Linked DNA regions of Pan troglodytes: region 2 is linked to region 1. Evidence: chromatin contacts called from public HiChIP or PLAC-seq data. All regions are on one chromosome and are shown on one strand. The core of a region is the stretch at or near the end of the contact, and the rest is flanking DNA. Distances in the headings are between cores, read along the strand shown.

Evidence for each region. HiChIP or PLAC-seq counts read pairs in DNA pulled down with a chosen protein or histone mark.
Region 2: an H3K4me3 HiChIP or PLAC-seq map of stem cell-derived excitatory neurons shows a contact between it and region 1, with 5 times the contacts expected there. The contact joins the promoter of GPRC5B here to the promoter of KNOP1 in region 1. A contact is called at or near these places in 3 of 7 Hi-C or Micro-C datasets (induced pluripotent stem cells and stem cell-derived neural progenitor cells), 1 of 1 datasets of contacts at active chromatin or transcription factors (stem cell-derived excitatory neurons) and 1 of 1 other capture datasets (stem cell-derived neural stem cells).

Annotation. Positions count from the first base shown.
Region 1 is chr18:22,338,578-22,346,539 of NHGRI_mPanTro3-v2.0_pri, reverse strand. It overlaps KNOP1 (lysine rich nucleolar protein 1), which reads left to right and starts at 4,226. Exons shown (of 5, transcript XM_016929586.3): 1 at 4,226-4,406; 2 at 7,522-7,962. The coding sequence starts at 4,226. It overlaps IQCK (IQ motif containing K), which reads right to left and starts at 4,278. Exons shown (of 9, transcript NM_001246476.1): 1 at 4,077-4,278. The coding sequence starts at 4,257.
Region 2 is chr18:22,507,541-22,515,502 of NHGRI_mPanTro3-v2.0_pri, reverse strand. It overlaps GPRC5B (G protein-coupled receptor class C group 5 member B), which reads left to right and starts at 5,050. Exons shown (of 4, transcript XM_016929584.4): 1 at 5,050-5,716. The coding sequence starts at 5,325.

The sequences.
Region 1 (7,962 bases), core at 2,977-5,476:
TTAGTTGATAAGGGAATGGGAATGAAAGACTGATAGGAGCTGGCAGAGGATATAGGGTCATGGTGGAGGTTTCTTCCTGATATGACAGGCCAGGGGTGTTTGGAGGAAAAAGCTAGTAGAGAAGTTAAAGGCATAGCAGAGGAAGTGAGTGACAAAGCAGGATCCTGGAATAGCAAGGGGATGGTAAGCAGAGATGGAGAGCTGAGTGGCGAGTAGCAGGGTGAGAGCTTCTTCCACGTGTACAGATGGATGTTAGCGGACTCCCTCCCCACTCCTGACTGCCTGACTCTTCTCAGTGAACGCATCCTATGCTAAGAGGTATCACAGAACATTTCAGGAGGTGTTACAGACTTGGACTAGTAGAACCAGGCAATGGGAGAAGGCATTGAGAGATGCTGATTGCTGAGCAGTGCTGAGAGCCAGCTGGGGTCATCTTTCTTCAGCTGGCTCAGTGGCTGTGCTGGAGGAGCAAGTATTGATTCACAACTGATCCGTGTCGGTATCTGGCAGGTGAAATGAAAGGCCAGATTTTACAACAGCATTGGGGGCTGAGGCCAGAGAGTGCTTGATTAAGTGATGAACCAATGACAATAGTGAGGATGCTGATAACAGTAATCACAGCATATCAAAATAGGAAACTGTAAGGCCAGGCGCGGTGGCTCATGCCTGTAATCCCAGCACTTTGGGAGGATGAGGCGGGCTGACTGCTTGAGGTCAGGTGTTTGAGACCAGCCTGGCCAACATGGCAAAACCCCATCTCTACAAAAAATTAGCCAGGCATGGTGGTGGGCGCCTGTAATCCCAGCTATTTGGGAGGCTGAAGCAGGAGAATTGCTTGAATCTGGGAGGCAGAGGTTGCAGTGAGCCGAGATTGCGCCACTGCACTGCAGCCTGGGTGACAGAGCCAGACTTCATCTCAAAAAAAAAAAAGGAAACTGTTAAGCCCCACATCCTTTGATTCTCTTGATTAAAACCATGAACACAGCTAGTCACAAACTACTATAAGATTTGATTAGAAGTGTTGGCCGGGAAGAAGTTTATTGACACTAACACAAGTGCTTTTTAGAATACAAAACTCAGTTGTCACTGGAAAGATGAGGGAGAAAACTGAAGAATATTTACAAATAAGTTATAGTGGTGAGCATGCACATACATACAAAACAGCAGTAGTCAGGTTGGTTAAGGTCTGTGTAAGTTAGACATTTACCTACTTTATAGTTTGTCTTCATGAAATTGAGTTTCTGGCAGGTCTGTTTGCTATGATAATTTGTCTTTTGAATGGAGATTATCTTAAGAGAATGTAGTACTTAATCTCAAAGATAGGATTACTACAAAGCCTGTTTTTTCATGTTTGTTGTCAGAAACTGAATTTACTACATGTTATAGAAAACTGCATTTGTTAGATGTTTAAGAATTGGGTTTATCCATCTGTTATAATAATCATCACAGTGCCCATGTGTATAGTTTGCCAATGTTGACCTCACTGAATTGTTTTTTTTTTTTTCTAGACGGATTCTTACTTTGTTGCCCAGGCTGGAGTGCAGTGGCACGATCTCAGGTCATTGCAACCTCCGCCTCTCAGGTTCAAGAGATTCTCCTGCCTCAGTCTCCCGAGTAGCTGGGATTACCCACCACCAAGCCTGACTTAGTTTTTATATTTTTAGTAGAGACAGGGTTTCAACATGTTGGCCAGGCTAGTCTCCAATTCCTGACCGCAGGTGATCCACCCGCCTTGGCCTCCCAAAGTGCTGGGATTACAGGCGTGAGCCACCATGCCTGACCTCATTCTGTAACTCTATCATTTTATAAGTGGCATTAATTCACTTGCTCTTCAGAGAGAACCAAAACCTTTTGCTTTCTCTCTAGAGGCCTATTTGCTTTCTCTCTAGAGGTCTTTGCTTTCTCTCTAGAGGCCTATTTGACCAAAATAAACTCGGTGTGTAAATCACAACACAAGGCATGTTTCTTTGTCAACAATAATGAGCATTTATTGACTACTTTTTAAATGCCAGGCACTGTGCTAAGCACCTTTTCACACATTATCTTACTTGGTCCCCACAACAGCCCTGTGAGGTAGGCACAACAATTATCTGTCTCTTACAGATGAGGCTGAGTAACTTTTCTAACAATCCTCTAGTAAACTGTATTATAAGAAACTGTTTGGCTAGGAGAAGTGAAAGCTCTGGGGAAAAGGCAGCCACAATAACTACCGTCAAATTATCTGAATAGATTCTTTGGGGTAGAGTGATTAGCTCCTTGGATCATAGCACCAAGAGGTAAGGACCTAGGGGTGAAAGTGACAAAGAGAACATCCAAAGTGAAAGGGATTTTTCTAGCACAATGTAAGGTTGGAGAAGGAATTTAAGTACTGGATGGGGTTGAAACAGACAGCTTTGGAGGGCATCTATCAACTGAGTCTACTATTCTCTTCCTTCTCTGTATTCTCCACTTCTTTCGAGTCATCACATATACTGGTACATTCATTCTTTTTTTCCATTCAATAATCATTTACTGACCTGCACTATCCAATACAGCAGCCACTATCCAAATGTGGCTATTTAAATTTATTAAAATTAAGTCTGGGCTGGGCCTGGTGGCTCAGGCCTGTAATTGTAGCACTTTGGGAGGCCGAGGCGGGTAGATCACCTGAGGTCAGGAGTTCAAGAGCAGCCTGGCCAAAATGGTGAAACCCCTTCTCTACAAAAATAAAAAAATTAGCCAGGAATGATGGCGGGTGCCTGTAATCCCAGCTACTCAGGAGATTGAGGTGTGAGAATGCTTGAACCCGGGAGGCGGAGGTTGCAGTGAGCCCAGCCAGTGCCACTACATTCCAGCCTGGGCGACAGAGCAACACTCCGTCTCAAACAAATAAACAAACAAACAAAAATTTGAGTCCAACAAGAAATTCAGTTCCTCAATTGCACTAATCACATTTCAAATGCTAAATAACCACACTTTTTTTTTTTTTTTTGGGATGGAGTCTCGCTCTGTCACCCAGGCTGGAGTGCAGTGGCGCAAACTCGGCTCACTGCCACCTCCACCTCCCTGGTTCAAGCAATTCCCTTTCCTCAGCCTCCCAAGTAGCTGAGATTACAGGCGCACACCACCACGCCCAGATAATTTTTTTTTTTGTATTTTCAGTAGAGACGGGGTTTCACCGCGCTGTTTCAGGCAGCTTAGGTAGTGATGGTGGCCACACGAATGAAAAATGTGAGTCATTGACCTTGAGGAGCTTATGGTCTAGTGGAGGAAAAAGAAAACATCCCACCCAACATTATTCATTAAGAACTAGCGCTTACGTAGCTCCTTCTGTAAATCCAGCAGTTTGTGTTTTTTTTTCCCCCAATAATCCTTTTGCCCTCCTAAAATCAGGCAGTTTGCTAAGCACTTTTTGTGACTATCTGGTTCCATCTTCTTCACACCATCGAAATAGGTGCCATTATTATGCCCACTTTGCAGACAGGGTCATAAGTTAAATAATTTGCCCAACCTAAGTAACAAATACTGAGTAGAGCCACAAAGGAAGATGTGCTCAACTCCGTCTGGGGAGGTTAAGGAAGGTTTGAAGCAAGAAGGGACTAAAACCCGTTTGTCCACACCATGGTTACTGAACGTGTGGGCCACCGACTACCTACGTTGGGATTACCTGGGGTGCTCTTTTAAAAAGTGCAGATTCCCTGCATCCCAATTTGAAGCTCTGTGGGCGGGGCCTGGGAACCTCCGTTTATAACAAGATCCCCACCCCCGCCCCCGCCCCAGCAATTCCTTTCGGTTCACTAACCAAGGTTTAAGAACCAATGGTCCACACCGCATGGTTCTCTTTATTCAGTTTTCCCTCGCCGTTCCCTTGCCTTTGACCTCACTACGGATCGCGATTGGAGTCCGCGCTGCGTAACCTCCGGCCAGCCTCTCCGAGCCTCAGTTTCCCCATGCGTAAAATGCGGAGCCCGGGCCCGCGGAGCCACTGCCCGGCGGCCCCGCCCGTCAGCCGACAGGCGCACAGTGGGCGCTCCCCAAACGCGGCCCCCGTCCGGCCGCCCGCGTCCCGCCCCTCTCGGCCAGCCCAGGTTGCCTACCCTTGCAGATCTGCTCCCACAGATTCTTGCTCGACGGCTCGGCGACCTGCCACGACGAGACAGGCAGCTCGCGGGACGCGAGAGACACGGTGGGCACCGGCGTCCGGGTGAACGACGAGTTTGTAGAGCAGCTGGGCTTGCGGCGCACTATGTGGCTGGGGATTTGCCGCGGTGCCGCCATGGCCGCGGTTTCCACGGTAACCGCGTTCGCCGGAAGGCCGCGACCCGGAAGAAGCCGGAACCCGAGAGGGTGGGCCGGCGACTCGAAGTGGACTTCCGGGTCACGGCGGAGCGGGCTCTCACGTGGAGGCGGGGAAATTTCGCCCACCGGTGAGTGCCAGGGCGCGTTGCAGGCGGGCCGGCGCGGGGTGTGGAGATTGCAGCAGAGGAAGTGCGCGGCGGGGAAGATGGGGAAATGCGGTCCACCCACATCCCTGAATCCGACCCCTCCAGTCGGTGTGCGCCCGCTCCGGCCTGAGGCCGCCGCCTCCAGAAAGTTTTCCCGCCTCAGAGCCGGCCCTGGGACCCCACGTAATCCCTCCCAGTCTGTTGATGCGGAGGCTTGGGCGCATGGGAGCCTTGGAGGTACGGATCTTACTTCCTGGCTCCCGCGCGTCCTGCTGGTGATCCTGCGGGGGGAGTGGGGTGTTGCTGCACAGGCTTTGGAGTCCTGTGGGCGGAATTCCAGTCTCCGTTTTCCACTTGCTGGCTTTGGAACCTAGGGCAAGTGAATTATTGTAGTCTCTGGAGCTTGCGAGGTCGGGTATTCACAAAGATCTTCACAAGGCTGTCCCTGGAATTTAAAAGCGGTTTTGGAGAAAGCGTTTGTGTTTGCAGGAGATGCACTGTAACGTTCTTTTCCTTTCTCCTTGAAAGAGTGAATGCATTTGGTCGCAGAGCTAAAGAGGAGGATGCTATACTTTTCTAAATGGCAAGGGATGGGGAGAGAAGGGGATTAAGAGTTGACGCGCAACCTCCCGGTGGATTCTTTGTTCTTACCAGATCTCTTGGCCACTCCCCTATTCTGAAGTCGTCTTGGCTCTCTTGACTGCTCCCCTATTCTGAAGTCATCTTGGCTCTCTTGACCACTCCCCTATTCTGAAGTCGTCTTGGCTCTCCTGACTACACTATTTCAAGGTTTGCACCTTCTTCTTTGCAAGCTCCTTTATCTCTGCCCACTTATTTAAATGCCAATACAATAGTCCCCCTCCCCCATTATCCGCGGGCAGTACGTTCCTAAACCCCCAGTGGATGCCTGAAACCACAGACAGTACCGAACCCTAAATATAACTGTTTTTTCTTGTGTATACTATCTATGAGAAAGTTTATAAATTAGGCACAGTAGGGCCGGGCGCGGTGGCTCATGCCTGTAATCCCAGCACTTTGGGAGGATGAGGCGGGCGGATCACCTGAGGCCAGGAGTTGGAGACCAGCCTGGCCAACATAGTAAAACCCCGTGCCTACTAAAAATACAAAAATTAGCCGGGCGTGGTGGTATGTGCCTGTAATCCCGGCTACTCGGGAGGCTGAGGCGTGAAAATTGCTTGAACCCGGGAGGTGGAGGTTGCAGTGAGCAGAGATGATGCCACTGCACTCCAGCCTGGGCAACAGAGCCAGACCTTGTCTCACAAAAAATTAGGTGCAGTAAAAGATTACCAACAATCTAGCTAGTAAGAAAATAGAACAGTTACAACAGTATACTGTAATAAAAGTTGCATGCATGTGGTCTCCCTCTCAAGATAACTTCCTGTACTGTGCTCACCTATTTTGGGACCAGGGTTGACCAGGGGTAACGGAAACCTGGGATTAGGCGGCGAGCTACTGTATTTCTTGAAGTCTTGTCTCAGGCTTGTTCTGTTCAAGGCTTATCACCACCCATACATTCCTAACTTTATGTCGCCCGTGTCAGCACGGCCACCCAAACTCCTCATCCATATATTCACCTGTCCAGTGAACATCTCCAAGTCATCTGTCCAATCAAGCCTGTTCTTCAGCCACTTGCCTTCAGTACCTTTGTCTCAGGGATTAATACCACCATCCTGCAGTTGTTCTTCAGAAATTTTCCTGACAACTGGTAGGACAGGTTCCACAACCTCCACCACCCTGACCTTAGCACTGTCCTTGCTTTTATCACCTGTATCATTGTATTACACCTTATTCCCTCCCACACCTACTTGCTTCTTGATGGGTGGTGTTTTATCTTGTTCATCTCTGTATCCCTAGCATGTGTGCATTCATTCAGTGAGTATGTATTGAGCACCTGCTATGTGCCAGGCACTGAGCAGGACACTGGAAATAAACCAGGAAACAGGGCAGACAGCAATGAATGAGTATAGTTATTCCCTTGACTCTCCAGGTGCTCCTGGAGTGGGTTATGAATGAACTTGACCGGTAGCTCAGGCCTGGCTCTTCGAAGCTGCTAAGAGAGAGCCAGCTCCAGTGTGGACCCTCTAAGTTCCGAAGCTGAGGAGGGCTGCAGGATGGAGAAGTTTTTCCTTTCCCTCCCATGATCCTAACTTGCTGTGAAATATTTTGGGATATTTTGCTTCTAGATTCTGGGAATGTCTAGTGCAGGAACTTGGCTGGGGACTGGAGTGAGAGCAGTGGTCCAGCTGGACACTGATGGGTATTGAGGACCCCAGCCCATTCTCACAGGTGCTTCCATGATATCTGTCCAAGACAAGCTGGGTGCCCTCAGTACTGTGCATCATTGTGACTCATTCAGTGTTGGCATTCAACTTCAAATTTTAAAAACAGTGAAACTAGGCCAGGCAAGGTGGCTCATGCCTGTAATCCCAGCACTTTGGGAGGCTGAGGCAGGCGGATCACTTGAGGTCAGGAGTTTGAGACCAGCCTGGCCAACATGGTGAAACCCCGTCCCTCCTAAAAAAGAAAAAAAAAATTAGCTGCGCATGATCACGGGTGCCTGTTATCCCAGCTACTCAGGGGAGGCTGAGGCAGGAGAATCACTTGAACCCAGGAGATGGAGGTTGCAGTGAGCCGAGATCACGCCACTGCACTCCAGCCTGGGTGACAGAGCAAGACTCTGTCTCAAAAAAAAAAAAAAAAGAGAAAAAGAAAAAGGGAATTAACAGTGTACCAAGCCCTTTCCACGGGTTATCTCATTTACTCCCTCCAACACCCTTTTGAGGAGGGAGGTGTTATATTCCCCCATTTTCCAGATGGAGAAATTGAGGCTCAGGGAGGTTAGCTGATTTACTTAAGGTGAGAGAGGCATTTAGGTTTGAACCTAGGGCTGTGTGGATTTAAAATTTACGCTGTTTCTGTAGTATTTATTTTTTTGCTTTAAAGGAATCATGTCCATTTTCCCTGCCCCGCAACGCTTTGACCACCCACTCAAAGAAACATGGCTCTTGGCAATGCTTAGTAGAATTGAACACAGGATGGCTTGGTATGGGACAACTTGTACCATTTGTTTTTTCAGGAATGATCACCAAGACACACAAAGTAGACCCTGGGCTCCCAGAGAAGAAAAAGAAGAAGAAAGTGGTCAAAGAACCAGAGACTCGATACTCAGTTTTAAACAATGATGATTACTTCGCTGATGTTTCTCCTTTAAGAGCCACATCCCCCTCTAAGAGTGTGGCCCATGGGCAGGCACCTGAGATGCCTCTAGTGAAGAAAAAGAAGAAGAAAAAGAAGGGTGTCAGCACCCTTTGCGAGGAGCATGTAGAACCTGAGACCACGCTGCCTGCCAGACGGACAGAGAAGTCACCCAGCCTCAGGAAGCAGGTGCTTGGCCACTTGGAGTTCCTCAGTGGGGAAAAGAAAAATAAGAAGTCACCTCTAGCCATGTCCCATGCCTCTGGGGTGAAAACCTCCCCAGACCCTAGACAGGGTGAGGAGGAAACCAGAGTTGGCAAGA
Region 2 (7,962 bases), core at 3,801-6,300, 170 kb before region 1:
ATTGTGTAGGCCATAACGATTGTCCTGCTGCTTAAATGTTTCCTGACAGCTTTGGGGGCTTTGGGAGAGTGTCCCCATGGCGGCCTTGCAGGGGACCAATGGGGCCATGATGAGGCTACTCCAAGCAATCTTATGTACTCACAGACAAGAACCTGTAGGAAGAGAGGGTGGCAGTCACATTTTGACTGCAACTGACACACTGGTTTGTGGATGTCTATGGGGACACCCCATTGGGGACTCCCAGAAACGACTGAAGAGCACTTTGCCACTGTGAATGAATTTTCTTTTTTCTTTTCTTTTCTTTCTTTCTTTTTTTTTTTTTTTTTTTTTTGACAAGGTCTTGCTCTGTCACTCAGGCTGGAATGCAGTGGTGTGATCACAGCTCACTGCAGCCTCAACCTCCTAGACTCAAACAACCCTCCCACCTCAGCCTCCAGAGTAGCTGGGACTACAGGCACATGCTACCACACCTGGTTACAAATTTTTTGTAGAGATGGGAGTTTTGCTCTGTTGCCCAGGCTGGTCTTGAACTCCATGGCTTAAGTGATCCTCCCACCTCAGCCTCTAAAAGTGCTGGGATTGCAGGTGTGAGCCGCTGTACCCAGCCTGAATTTTCTAACACATAATGGGCAGTTACAGTTACAGACTGAGGGCATTAAAAGCAGCAATCCGTTGGTGATGCCTGTCATGGGCACAAAATAGTGGAATGGTGCCAATGGTGTGTTCCACATTTGTTTAGTCAGTGCTCCTGGCTGCTCACCCCAAAGATGCTTCCAGAAATGCCAGCAGCCTGAAGTGTCCCCCATTGCTGCTCTAAGGAGAACATCAAGTGCTGGAGTCTCAGGGGAGCCTGGGAACCTTCTCAGCCTAGCCAAGCAAAGTATGTAGGTAGGAAGTTGATATGGTTTGAATATTTGTCCACGTTAAATTTCATGTTGAAATGTGATTCCCGGTGTTGGAGGTGTCTGGGTCATGTGGATGGATCCCTCATGAGTGGCTCACAGTAGTGAGTGGCTTCTCTCTCTGTTAGTTCACACAAGAGCTGGCTGATTAGAGGAGCCCGGCATCTCTCTGGCTCTCTCTCTCGCCATGTGACACACCAGCTCCCCATTCGCCTTCTGCCATGAGCAAAAGCTTCCCGAGGCCTCCCCAGAGGCCGAGCAGATGCTGGGGTCAAACGTGTACAGCCTGCAGAACTGTGAGCTAATACATCTCTTTTCTTTATAAATTACCCAGTCCCAGCCACATGTGGTGGCTCACGCCTGTAATCCCAGCACTTTGGGAGGCCGAGGCGGGTGGATCACCTGAGATCAGGAGTTCGAGACTAGCCTGGCCAGCATGGTGAAACCCCATGTCTACTAAAAATACAAAAACTTAGCTGGGCATGGTGGCGTATGCAATAGCTTGTAGTCCCAGCTATTTGGGAGGCTGAAGCAGGACAATCGCTTGGGGAACCCAGGAGATGGAGGTTGCAGTGAGCCGAGATCATGCCATTGCACTCCAGCCTGGGAGACAGAGCAAGACTCCATCTCAAAAACAAACAAACAAACAAACAAACAAAAAACTACCCAGCCTCAGGTATTCCTTCATAGCAATACAAAATGGACTAAGACAGAGGTCCTTCCATAGTGCCCTGTCCTAACCCCCCTCACACTCTACCGAGAAGGTCAACCTCCTCCATTGACATGGAGCATCCTGAGTGCAAGATCACACCATATCCATCTAGGGACCACCAACGGGATCAGGCACAGAGCCTGGCACTGAGGAGACCCTGCTGAGGTCCCGTGGTCAGGCACTGGGATCACAGTGGGAAGTGAGAAGACCATGGGTAACTGGGTTTGAGTCCCGCCTCTGACACATACAGCTGTGAGACCAAGGGAAAGTCCCTCAACCTTCCCAAGCCTCATTTTACCACATGCGACACAGACACCAACCTCAGAAGGTTCTGTTGTTCAGGCAAGATGATTCATGGAAATCGACTTTGACAACTCCAAAGCCCTGAGTGCCACATTCCTTTAGGAGATGTTCTGCTTATTAGCAGAGACAAGAGGATGATCATGAAAGGTCTGGACACAGAATAGACATACTTGAAAGGGGAAAGCAAAGCTGGAATTCAATTATTCTTTTTTTTATTTTCTTTAAAAAAAATTTTTTTTTTTTTTGAGATGGAGTCTTGCACTGTTGCCCAGGTTGGAGTGTAGTGGCATGATCACAGCTCAATGCAGCCTCGACCTCCCGGGCTTAAGCGATTCTCCTGCCTCAGCCTCCTGAGTAGCTAGGACTACAGGTGCACGCCACTATGCCTGGCTAATTTTTAATGTTTTGTAGAGACAGGTCTCCCTATGCTTCTCAGGCTGGTCTCAAACTCCCTGGCCTCAAGCAATCCTGCTAACTTGACCTCCCAAAGTTAATTATTCTTTTAGCAAACAAATATTCGATGAGCCATGCCCTGTGCCACGCACTGGATGCCAGGATAAACAATAGACATAGTTCTTGTCCTCATCAAGCTTAAAGATATGCTATGCATACAGTAGCCACATGTGGTTATTGATTATTTATTTACTTATTTATTTATTTTAAGAGACAGAGTCTCACTCTGTCACCCAGGCTGGAGAGCATGGGTGCAATTATAGCTCACTGCAGACTCAAACTCCTGGCCTCAAGAAATCCTCCCACCTCAGTTTCCCAAAGTGCTGGATTATAGACATGAGTCATCATGCATGTCCAGCCTAAATTTAAATCAATTAAAAATAAATAAAACTGAGGCCGGGCTCGGTGGCTCACGCCTGTAATCCCAGCACTTGGGGAGGCCTGGGCAGGTGGGTCACCTGAGGTCGGGAATTCGAGACCAGACTGACCAACATGGTGAAACCCCATCTCTACTAAAAATACAAAAATTAGCCAGGCATGGTGGTGGACGCCTGTAATCCCAGCTACTCGGGAGGCTGAGGCAGGAGAATCACTTGAACCCAGGAGGTGGAGATTGCAGTGAGCCGAGATAGCATCATTGTACTCCAGACTGGGTGACAGTGACTCCATCTAAAAAAAAAACAAACAAACAAAAACTGAAAGTTCAATCCTGTAGTCATACGAGTCACATATAAAGTGCCTAGTGGGCACATGTTTAGCGGCTGCCATTATCAGACAGTGTAGATTGGACAGCACAGCACTGAGATACAGTTTTGTAGGCGAGACAGACACCAAGCAGAGAGCCATGCAAATATCTAATTACACACTGATATGGTTTGGCTGTGTCCCCACCCAAATCTCATCTTGAATTGTAGCTCCCATAATCCCTACATGTCATGGGAGGGACCTGGAGGGAGGTAATTGAATCATGGGGGTGGGTTTTTCCCACGCTGTTCTCATGACAGTGAATAAGTCTCACAAGATCTGATGGTTTAATAAAGGGCAGTTCCCCTGCACATGCACTCTTGCCTGCCACTGTATAAGACGTGACTTTGCTCCTCTTTTGCCTTCTACCATGATTGTGAGGCCTACCCAGCCATGTGGAGCATTGAGTCCATTAAATCTCTTTTTCTTTATAAATTACCCAGTCTTGGGTATTTCTTCATAGCAGTATGAAATGGACTAATACACATACCATGACATTTGTCAGTGGGAAGCCATGGGCAGTGCACTGACCATTTCTCAGGTGAGGAATAGAGAAGCCACTGGTTTTCATTAGACAAAGTGAACTGGGCACTTGAGAGCCTGACATGGCTCCCTGGACCTCCTGGAGCCATTCTCTCCAAGGCTGGAGACCCAGTGAACTCTCCTGGGAGGTGAGGTTCCTCTGTGACAATGTCTGACCTGACAGCAAATGACACCAGTCTAACCATTGGTGGATAATATGGCCTGCAGAGCCAGATGGCCTGGATTGGATTTTGTCTTTGCCAACCGTCTAACCCCGGAGCAGTACTTAACCCCTCTTGGCCTCAGTGTCTCCATCTGTAAAACAGGGAGAATAACAGTCTCTGGCCTAAAGGGTAACTGGGAGGATTAAATGAATTAAAGAATTTAAAACACTTAGAATAGCTCCTGGCACACAGAAAGCACTACGTACTCAGCTATTATTGTTATTATTATCATCCATGGGTGTTGGAACTTTTTGGAGGGAAGGAATGCACCTGCCACTCAATGCCCTCCTTCATTTTCACTCTGTGCTTCCTGTGGTATCATCACCCAAAGTGAAACTGACCATCACAGTCAGGGTCCTCTGTAAAACAAGTGGGAAAGGGAATATAACCGTAACTGCAATGTTAATCAGCTCATATTAAGGATTTTCCACATGCCAGACCCTGCGTGAAGCACTTTATATGTTAGCACGTGTTAGACCTTCACAACAACCCCAATAGGCATGTGCGATGAAAAAGATCTCCATTTTGTAGACGTTGAGGACGTGTGGCTCACGAAAGTGAACTTGCCCACGTTGACAAAAGGATCTCGGCGTCAGTTCCAAGAGCTGCCACCAGGTGACAGTGCCCATCCACTTTCCAATTGCGCAGTCTGGCGGGAACACACTTTGGGTCGTCCCGCAAATATTTAATGAGCGCCTACTGTGCCTGGAACTGTTCTGGGCTCTGAGGATCCATGAAAATAAACCAGGGGTGGGGCGAAAAACTGCCATTATGGTTCTTCCTTTCCATTTTCCCTTGAATATAATAAAAGGTATCCCAGAGATGCGTGCCCAAGGGGGATGTGGCCTAACCGGACCGGAACTGGGAGGCTGGCGGGGAGGGATGGGAGTATCTGGAAGGGCCACGGTCCCCAAAGATCAGGGGCTGCCACTATTCCCAGAAGGAAGTGTTCTGCATCTCCCCTTCCTGCAGCCCCCGGGAGAGGGGAGCAGGGGTCCGTCCTATCCCTTTTGGTCTTATGTGGCTGGGATGGTTGCGGCGACGGGGGGAGAGATTGGGGGGCGCACCGCGGAGGGAGAAAGGAAATCTCACCCTGAGAATCTGGAGTGCAGGGAAGGGATGCTGCTCAAAGGTCTGTTTCTGGCTTTGGCGGGGGGCCACCTGAGACTGCCAGGGTTTGATGGTCTGAAGGTCACCCAGGGAACCAGCCCTATATGGGGTGCCGGAGCGCAGCTCCCAGGCCTGGTCGAAGCAATGCCGACCTCGGAGAGGCCTGAGGACTAGGACGGGGTGAGGGGGACTCAGAGACGGCTGCCCCGGACCCCTCCTTCAAGCAGGTCCCACGGCCGCCCAGCGGACACGCGTCCGGGCTGTGCCCTGACCGTCTGCGGAGCGCACGGCCAGTGGCCCGGGCCGCTGAGTGTGTGAGCCCTGAAGGGCAGTGGACGTGTGCGTACGTGGGTGATGTGTGCGGTAGGGGTGGTGGCGATCCTGCGTAGGGACCCACGTGAGGGGTGCACCGACTGGACGTGTGTGTTTCGAGGGGCCAAGGAAGCGGGTGTTGGTCCCAGTGTGCGCAAACGGACAACGACATCTGGGAGGTGGGCAGTGAGGAGAGAGAAGAGTGTGTCCAGGAGGAACCTGCCTGGAGGAGGCCTAGCGGTGTGTGTGCGCCTAGGTGTATACCGGGGCGTTGGTGACTTCGAGAGGCACCGGGCGGGATCGATCCTCTCTGCGTCCTGGACCTGGTGCTGGTGTGTTTCGGGGAAGTTACTGCTTATGAACCCACCTTGGAGCGTGGCCTGGGGGCAGGAAGGCTTCTGCGCTGGGACCCCTGGGTCGCGATACCTCCCTCGGTAAGTGTATTGGCTAGGGGGGTGTTCCCGCAAATGGATCTACCCTGGGGAGTTGCCCGGCTCGTCTGGACTGCTTACGGGCGCACTGACGTTGTGGGGGGAATGTCCCCGAATTGGGGGCACGAGGTCGGGGGAATCGTCTCTGAGATCCGGGCTAGAAGCTACGAGCTTGGGCTCCGGGGGTGCATGCAGACGGCGCCTAGCCCCGCGCGGAACCGCCGGCGGGACCGGGGGTGGGGCTCGGAGGCCCGGGGGCGGGGCCGGTCGGGGGCGGGGGCGGGGGCGGGGGCGGGGGCGGGGCCGCGGCCGCTGCAGCAGCGCGGGCCGGGCCAGGGGGCGCCTCGCGCGGCAGCGACTCTGGCAGGCGCTGCAGTGAAGCTGGACCCGCAGGCGGGCGTGCGTGGAGCGGGGGCCGCGGCCGCGCTGCAGAGATGTGACTCGGGCCGAAGGCCAGCTGGAGCGTCGGCGCTGCGGGGCCGCGGGGGTCGGTAAGTGCGAGCTGCGCCGATGCAGTGGAGGACGCTGTGGGGACCCCAGAAACTTTTCCCGCCGTGGATTTGGGAGAATTGGGGGGTCTGCTTCTTGTGTTTTTCTAAGCGCCCCCCCAACCCAAGCCAGGGAGTTTATTGCTGGGGGAGTTGTGGGATCTGGGCGAGGGGAACCACGGTGCGACGAGAGAAGAGCCGTAGAGGGGTGGGCGGGGGAGGGGACGGTCTGGGGACCTTTACTGGGGGAGGGAGACTGTGCCCGGACCAGGTAGAGATCCAAGTCTCCCAGGAGAGTGTGGGGGCGACCACAGGTGAAGGGCAGCTGGGAGGGTAAAGGAGCCCAGCCGTGTCCTAGTGACTCGTCGTGTGTGAGGAGCTGCGGGCTGGTCCTGGGGCCGCGTTGGGGGCTGACTGTGGACAGGGCAGACGCAGCCGGGGGCACAAGGGCTGGACTTTGGGGGTGAACAGCCGCACCTGTCGCGGGGGCTGGGGGTCAAGCCCGCAGTCGGCTTGAGTGCGCATTACTCAGCAAGGGGAGGGGGGGGACACGGCGGTGGGAGATGGCAGAGCTGAGACCTGGGCTGGGGACGAATGACGGGGAGGGGTGGGGAGGAGGGGGCGGCTGCATACAATGGCCGGGGGGGGGAGTGGCGTTTCCCTTCCAGACAGGGGGCACTTGGACCTCTGGAAGAGGCGGCTAGGCTGGAGATAAGGACTAGACCTGTTCTCGGTCCCCTCTCCTTGGGGGACACAGGCTTCCAGCCCCACAAGGACCCCACACATCCCGGGGTCCCTAGCGCTTAGGCCGAAAAGGGAGCGCGCGGGAGGAGCCCGCACCCGCCTTGGCCCCGGGCAGCCGGTTGAACAGCCTGGGAAGGGGCCAAATGACCTTGCCCCAGAAATCTCCCCCGTGCAGCGGGTTCACTCCTCCGTCCTTGCTCTGTCACACCCAGGCCTAGCCAGTCCTCCCTTTCCGTCCCCCGTTCGCTAAGGGGGCGGCTCCTTGGAGCGCGGACAAAGGCCCCTGGAGTGTGGCGGGCAGCGGCGTCCCCGCCTGGGGCCCCAGCCCACGCGCCACATTGGCCGCCCAACTGCACCAGGCCGGGGGGCACCTGAACAGAGCCCAGAAAGCCCTGGGGGACCCCGCAAAGACAAGAGAAGTGGGGGAGGGATCTGGCACAAAAACCCCGGCACTTCAGCCAAGGAACCTTCTTAATTCAGAAGTTTCTTCGGTGGGGACTCGGGCTTGCGGAGGATCCAGGCTTTGAGTTAAACTGCATGCAAATGACATGTAAATAGAATGCAAATTGGCATCTGTCGTTTGGAAGCCCTCCCGGCCAGTTTGGTATCTAAGACTGTGGAGTGAACAGTTTGCTATCTGCTCCCTGCTCTAAGCCTGGAAAGGGGTCAGCTGAGTTGGGAAGGGAAGGAGATTCCAGGAGGAAGGAGCCGCCATTTGGGGCACAGGCAGCAAGACAGGCAGTTTTGTTAGAAAGATAAACTCAGAATCTTTACTGGATTAATATGTTATTTCAAGAAACGTGCCAGGGACAGAACTGGGTGCCTTGTATAAAACGGACAAAACCCCTGCTCTCCCGGGGCTGGGGAAGTGAGTGGACAAACATTAAACAAACCCATAGCAAATGGCTATGAAATCCGATTGGGGTGAGGACGGCCAGGAAAATAAGATGGGGTGATGTAAAAGAAGGTGACAGGGGTGTATGTACCTGAGATGACTGTTCCGGGAGTGACATTTGA